2 separate regions of the Danio rerio genome follow, and region 1 is linked to region 2. A link is a contact called in public HiCAR-type data. All regions are on one chromosome and are shown on one strand. The core of a region is the stretch at or near the end of the contact, and the rest is flanking DNA. Distances in the headings are between cores, read along the strand shown.

Region 1 (3,619 bases), core at 212-2,711, 250 kb before region 2:
ATCATGACTCATATTTCAAAAGATGAGATGCATTGCCAGAAACCTGCCCACACTCTGTGGCGTGGATGTTTGATCAAGGTTAATACTGGGTTAAAGGATGATGACGACAGCCTTTCACTGTGGGATTTATGAAAATCAAATTAGCAATTGCAAGGGTGGTTCATTATATTTTGAATAAAAATAGCACAAACAAGCAAACATGTTTATGGTGCTGCTGCTGCTGACACGTCTGTTTGCCTCTTGTCTCCTCTTGCAGGGTAGCAGGCATTGGGGGCTGTGGAATGAGGTAGTAGTTTGTATAGTTTGGGATCACACCAGATCTGGGAGATAACTATACAGCCTACTGTCTTTCTCACAGCTGCTCCTTCACATCAGACCCTCCAATGACGGACCTTGGCACAGACAGGGCTTTTGTGGAGAGCTGAATTTGTGCATCTTTGTACTGTGTGTTCTTTCTAAGAGTACAAATTGTAGAGACATTGTGAACTAAAGTTTAATAAATAAAACATTGATGTCAGAACTCGTATTCATGACTCGTCTTTAGTTGATGGATAAAAGGATTGTTCAACAAAACATGAAAATGTACTCACCCTCAAGTGGGCACAAATGATAATGTTTTAACTGATATTAGAAACAATTGACATCCTCAGTGGAAAAATATATATATTTCTGCTTTTATCTTCTTTTGGTTCAAAAGAAGAATGAAACCCAAACACTGTGACAAGTAAAGCGTGAGTAAATGATGGCAGAATTTTCGGGTTTGGGTAAACTCATTTATTAATTTTCTTTCGGCTTAGTCCCTTATTTACCAGGGGTCGCCACAGATGAATGAACCGCCAACTATTCCAGCTTATGTTTTACACAGCGGATGCCCTTCCAGCTGCAGGTTTGGTTGAACCATCTCTTTAAAAGGAGTTCAGATTTTGGTTTACACTAATACCTAATATGCTGTAATAAGTTACTAGATTTGATGGCCTAAATAAAATTAACCATATTTATTAAAATATTTTTTACTACCAACTAGTTTTTAAAAACATAATTGAAGTTAAATCATGGTAACTGCAAATTAACCGTAAATTAAGCCATATAAAACTGGTTATACATGTTTACTACACTTTTACCATAATGGTTAATTTTTGTGGTGGTTTGTCAGTCTGGACATTTGTGACACTGTTATCTCTTCATTTCAGTTTCACTGTTCATTTTTACTAGATTGATTTCGTTTTTAACATGCCTAAATTATATGGCTCATATGAATATGTATTGAATATGTAAAATAATATTAGTCTACAGGCTGCCGTTAACAAATTGGGATTAAATGTAGTTTATTACAGAGCCTTAGAGCCTTAAAAACAGATTTAGAATTCTGAATGGACTACAGCGCGAGACTTCCTGTGAAGCTGTCAATCAAATGAACGTCAGCCAATCGCTTTAAAAGGCGTTGTCACTCGGTATTTCTGATTGGCTGGAGACGCTCCTACGGCGCATAGTGACGCCACTGCTGGTACCCAAGCAGCTGCAGCGTGCGTGTGAAAATGGCGAACATCAGAAGTGTCAAGGTGAGAAAGCAAATGAATGAATTTATAGAAATGTACTGTACGCAAAGTACTATGAACTATACTTAACATTTTTTAAGTTGCCTTGCTGCCCTTATTATTATAACACCGTCATGTGTTTATATTTCGTATTTGTTTATGTTAATCTGAAGTTATAGCTGAAAAGCTAACAAGTTGAGTGGAGTGCACTTAAGAGTTAGAGTGATAGACAGGTAAACACCAGAACATTGAAGCTTATCTAGCCTTATTTTTATTAAATCCTAGCAGAGTCCTCATTCGTTGCTCAGATCTCGTTGTTTTGTGTCACACTTCAGTTGAAGTATGACTGCACTGTGTTTGGAGTATACAATGAAGCATCAATCTCTATGCAGGTTATGTAACTCTTGTCCTTGAGTTATACAGCACCATTAAGTTTCTGCTTTGCAAACTTATTTATATACGTAAAAAAGTCTTAAGCCACCGTTAGATTTGTTGTTTGAGGATTTGTATCCTTTACACAGAAGTCTTAAGCTGCCACAGCCAACTTTGTTTGGTTTTGCAAAGTTTTAATGACCAGCCATTTTAATATTCATAAATATGTCAAGTGCAGGAAATCAGTTTGCAACTGCAATTTCCAGAACACAATTTTTGTTTAGTAAAAGGCATTATTTAGTGTGATTTTCCTTGGCGCTAAATACAACGTGTAGCACTCGCTCAAGTTCATGTTTGGATTTAGGCGTCATATATTCATCTTCCAGGTTATACAATACTGTCTCTATAATATTCAGGTTTGGACTCCGTTTAGGCCAGTTCATGACTGTTAGTGGGTTGTTTCTCCAAATATGTTTTCATTATTTCTGTGGACAAAGAAAAAGAGATTGTTATATATGTTCAGTTTTTTTTCCCGGCTCAAAACGAGGCGAAGGTGTTATACAGATCATGATTTTTTTTACTATTTGGAACAAACATTTTTGCATAATTATTGTAATCTTATCAATTAAAACATCATCTTATTCAAAAAGACTTTAAATACATGACCAGTGCTTAAGCATCACACAAAGTCTTGTCGGTAGCTGTGAATGCCTGCCTGATTGGAGGTCAATTCATGTGTAAAAATGTTTAGTCTGGGAGTCTTTAACAAATTTGAGCACTAATTGGCATTTTAATATTGGAATACAACCAGAAGATTCATTTTCCAAATTGGTTGTATAGGAAATAAACCAACACGCTGCATAATTTAGGCTTAAAAGAATGTTTCCAAACATATAACATGACTTTAACATCTTTGGTTGGATGTTTACTGCAAAGAATAATATGTTTAAGTATTTGTTTGTATTTGAACTTGGTGTGTGATTTGATAGGGTATGGTGGGCTTGGTGACTGGAGGGGCCTCTGGTTTGGGTAGAGCTACAGTGGAGCGTCTCATCAAGCATGGGGCCAGTGCTGTGATCCTGGACCTGCCCAGTTCAGATGGACACAAGGTGGCCGCTGCTCTCGGGGACAGATGTGCATTTGCACCAACTGATGTGAGTGACACCTAATTATTGAAAACATGTTGATAGCGTAATAAGTCAGATTTTAAAACTCTTCATCTCGTCTCTGTGCTAAATGTTGGATTATATTTCACTGCTTTGATACAGAATTAATTTCATGAGTACATCTTTCAACTGCATCAATTGTTTTCCTGCTAAACAAAGCTACCAAAACTGTTTAAATAGATGCTTCTATCATACATTTAAAAAATTAAGGTAAAACAGTCAAGAAAATAGGTTTAGCTGAAAATCTTCATAGGATTTAGTTATTTAGTTCCACTATTGTCTATACCAGTGGTTCCCAACCTGGGGTCCGCGCCCCCCTAAGGGGGGCGCCAGAGTTCACAGGGGGGGCGCGGGAGAGGATAAGTATTGAGGTAGAAAAGGGCATAAAAATGCTCCACTATTATAAAGGGCTTTGCAATTAATCGAATATCCGATTTAAATTTCGGTTTCAAACGATTATAAAAAAGCATTAATCGAGATAAATGATTATTGCATCATATTTTGCCACGTTCCAGTTGTACACGCTCTTAAATGGCTCTTAAAAGC
Region 2 (3,679 bases), core at 310-2,809:
CATAAAAATACACAATCTACCCTAAATATGCAGTTAATTATTCTGTCAATAAAAATAATTTAGACTTTATTTTGAACTGGATGACAATGCAAAGTTTATTTACAGTTATTTCCTTTTCTTCCAGAATTGTAAAAAGGTATAAATTTAAAAATAAATAAATGGTCAATCCGATTATTTATCAGGATTGAGATATCTCTCATAACTTCAGTTTGCGCTAATGTGAGTATTTCTAATCAAATGAAGCATATTTTGAGACAACCCTCACTCTTTTATTTACTCTTCAAAATTTACTTAAATTATAATGTCACAAAATTTTCCAATTTGAAGTTAATATATTAAAGATTTCATACAGGAGTTGCAATGGAATTTTAAATTGGTTTACATCTTCAAGAATCTTATTACATTTTAATAACATTCTCAAAGAATACATTTAATCATAAAAGTATTTATATTTTATTTAAAATACCTGCAGCATTTTAACATTAACCCTAATTATTCTGCATATTACAACCCCAAATCAAATAACAACCCCAAAAAATATAAAGTAAACGTTTAAAAAGTATAACCAGGTCTTTTAACAGACAATCTGCATTGCCTAACATAGTAATGCCCTGTAAATTTTCCTAAAATAATCATCCTTTTGACATATTCAACAAAAGATGCCCATGCAACATATGCTAAAACCTAAACCAACTTGACATTGTCTTGCATTGTTAACCTAGCGTTTTCTTAATCTCGGGATATGTTTTTGTAGGCCTACCCTGATTCCACTGAAAATAACTTCTTGCACTAATGTATTTCCTGTGCAACATAGTGCTATTACTGAGCTTATAAACACGAAAACTTAAAAAAAATAAAAAAAAAAAAGAAAGAAAGCTACAGATTATATGTAATGCTAAACATACTGTTTGCATGTTTTAATAAACTATAGGGGATGAGAAGAAAATTAGTGTCTTTAAATTAAAATATTGCACACCTGTTGCCTCCTACAATCTGAGCACAACATAATGATCTTTGATTACCTTTAAATAATCGTTTAATTACTTTAAAAACCAAATGAATACATATGAATGTCTTTACTTGTTCTGGATTTTGGAGAGGCCCTAAAAATGTAATGTTTATTACACTGATTGAATGAGCCTATCTTCACCATCTCAAGGTAATAACATTATCGGGCTAAAACGGATTTGGAAATGGTTAAAATAAAATAATCCAATCAACTGATTAGCCACCTTTCTGTGTGAATGAGTAGGTAAACGGCTGTTGCTGAGTGTGGTCATCCAATCCTGGTTTGCGGGCATCTTGCGTTTTTCAGACTCCCATCCCACTTTTACTCATAAAAGAATCCTGGCTTGCAGGCCAGGCAGTAGCTAATTAGTTAGCTACTATTCTACAGGAGGCTTGACCAGGGCAATTCGGCCTGTGGATACTTGAACATTTATCCATTTTCGACCCACACAGACCAAGGCTGCGTGCGAGCAGATGCTCTAGATCGCACTCATTTGCGCGTGTTTAGTGCAGTTTGCATTGCATAGGTAGTTTCGCACAGCTCTGTGCTACAGAAACAGCTTCCCAGCAGCGGGAGACACCTGGATTTCAGCTGCAAAAGTCCAGTTTTACCAATAAAATTGTAGTTTGCAAAAGCAAAAGGCTTTCAGTCTGTCTGCAGAATGGCGAGACCTTCGAGGTAAGTGCGTTTTGTTTGTCTGCTGTTTTACAGCAATCGCAGGTCCGCACATGATGCGATCTGTTACGCGGGTCTCTCCATGTTTGCTAAATGCTAACAAGCTAACCAGCATATTTTTCTGCGCGTGTTTACATAGCTGCACAAAATCAACCGTAAACGCGTAGATTTTCATTTCTTTTAACAGTTATAGAGATATTTAGCTTGGAAACGCAACAAAATCGCGTTTAACATCCACAGATATGTCTATGCTAACCGCAAGTGCCGACATCAAATAAAAAAGCGGGATAGTAGTTCGCGCTGTGGCTAATTCATGTACAAAACAACCTGCAAGCCATTACGGCGAACAGAATAGACATTCAATGCGTGATTGTTTCCTCATTTGTTTAAGCTCTAGTTTGCTGATAAAGCACGGTGGTGTAAGTTTCACGTGTTTTCCACAGTTAGCCCCGTGAGCATTAGTGTTAGTTTAGCGGCAGCAGCGCAGCGTGAAACTCCTCCAGCGCAATGCGCGCCATTACCACACACACACACACACACACACACACACATCTGAACATTTCTCCTGCCAACTTGTGTTTGCAATTAACACATTGTAGGTTTGGGTCTGGCTTAAATCTGAAATCAAATGGGTTGTCAACAAATGTGTTAATACATATTGAAATGCGTCCATGTTTTCCTAACGCTGAGACCAAGTGACGCGAACACGGGCAACATGTTGTTTATGTTTTGACAAACTATAAAGCGCCTTTTTCTCTAACGGAACTGGCGGTAATCTGACGGTAAACATTGCTGTCGGGGCTGATGTCCGTCCTGCGGGCAGTGAGTATAACGTGACCCACAGGGCCTGTAGTTCAATGGCCCTGTCTGATCGCTGAGCCCTGCCCACTCTGCTGCTGTTGGCATGGCAATTCACCTACTCCAACATGGCACCTCTGTCTCCTCTTCAGTCAAGACGCGCGGCTTTAAATAAGAGGAGTGACACCTCTGTTGCTATATGGAGGATCATATTTTACATATGGTTAAATAAGTTAGCAATATAATAATCAATTTTGCACTACATGGAACGTAAACAAGTATTATTTAATATTAAATAGTTTAAATTATTTTTTGCTGGTTTCAAGCCAGATTTATTTTCTATTATTATTATTATTATTATTATTAATAATAATAATATTATCATTATTGAGCAATTCCAGCGTTATGGATGTGACATCTGCAGTAAAAACTTAAAACATAAATTCACAGATAAAGTATATGTTAAAATTATATGGAAACATCTGTTTATATTTTTCAAAACAACTAGCCACAAAGTTATGGGATCAGAAAAATATCAATCTGGAAACATTTTTTATATTTTAAATGAGGAAAATAAACATGTGTTATGGATGTGATGAAAAAGTATGCAAGTTTACATCATACAACATACTTTTTTGTAATTCTGTGAATTAAACTGCACAACCAAAAAGAAACAATGCTAATCAAAGGGATAAGAGTTGGCTCTCTTTAGAACATAAATGATTTTTATTTTATTCTACTTTTTTGTTTTGATAAATTTTATGAATTGTTTTCATAAATTCTACATTTATGAGGAAAAAGCTACATTATGGATGTGACATCTCTTTGTTATGGATGTGAAAGATGTGAAATTTCTACTTGTGTGACTTTGGTAAATTAAATATAATAGTTTGAAAACATTGACTGAGACATTTTTAATTATCTTTAAAGTACTGTAAAATACTTGCTTACACAAAAAATGTAGAAACGGTTTCGCTGAAATGTAATTGCTCTATTATTATTATTTAGTTATTTGTTTTTCAAATGGGAGTCCGCTCATGGTGGTATGGTGGCCTGATAGACTTCTGTATAAAGATCAAATGTGATTTAGGCTTTGAATTTAACTTAAGTTAAAGTTCAGCTTTACTAAAGTTAGACTGTTTCCCCTATATTAGAAGTTTACATTGTATTCATTTTGTAAAGGTTCTACATCAGTGA

What was found. HiCAR-type assays count read pairs that join an accessible place to other places.
Region 1: a HiCAR-type map of caudal fin shows a contact between it and region 2, with 13 times the contacts expected there. The contact joins the promoter of hsd17b10 here to the promoter of nucks1b in region 2. A contact is called at or near these places in 6 of 18 Hi-C or Micro-C datasets (caudal fin, embryo, hematopoietic stem cells and 2 more) and 3 of 4 datasets of contacts at active chromatin or transcription factors (caudal fin, embryo and gastrula embryo).

Annotation. Positions count from the first base shown.
Region 1 is chr23:21,281,033-21,284,651 of GRCz12tu, reverse strand. It overlaps hsd17b10 (hydroxysteroid (17-beta) dehydrogenase 10), which reads left to right and starts at 1,461. Exons shown (of 6, transcript NM_001006098.1): 1 at 1,461-1,559; 2 at 2,897-3,061. The coding sequence starts at 1,536. It overlaps mirlet7g-1 (microRNA let7g-1), which reads left to right and starts at 270; the gene lies at 270-365. LOC141380479 (a long non-coding RNA gene) reads left to right here. Exons shown (of 2, transcript XR_012398449.1): 2 at 257-526.
Region 2 is chr23:21,029,418-21,033,096 of GRCz12tu, reverse strand. It overlaps nucks1b (nuclear casein kinase and cyclin-dependent kinase substrate 1b), which reads left to right and starts at 1,559. Exons shown (of 8, transcript NM_001099239.1): 1 at 1,559-1,687. The coding sequence starts at 1,671. LOC103909673 (chemokine-like protein TAFA-4) reads right to left here and starts at 2,627. Exons shown (of 8, transcript XM_073938783.1): 1 at 1,233-2,627.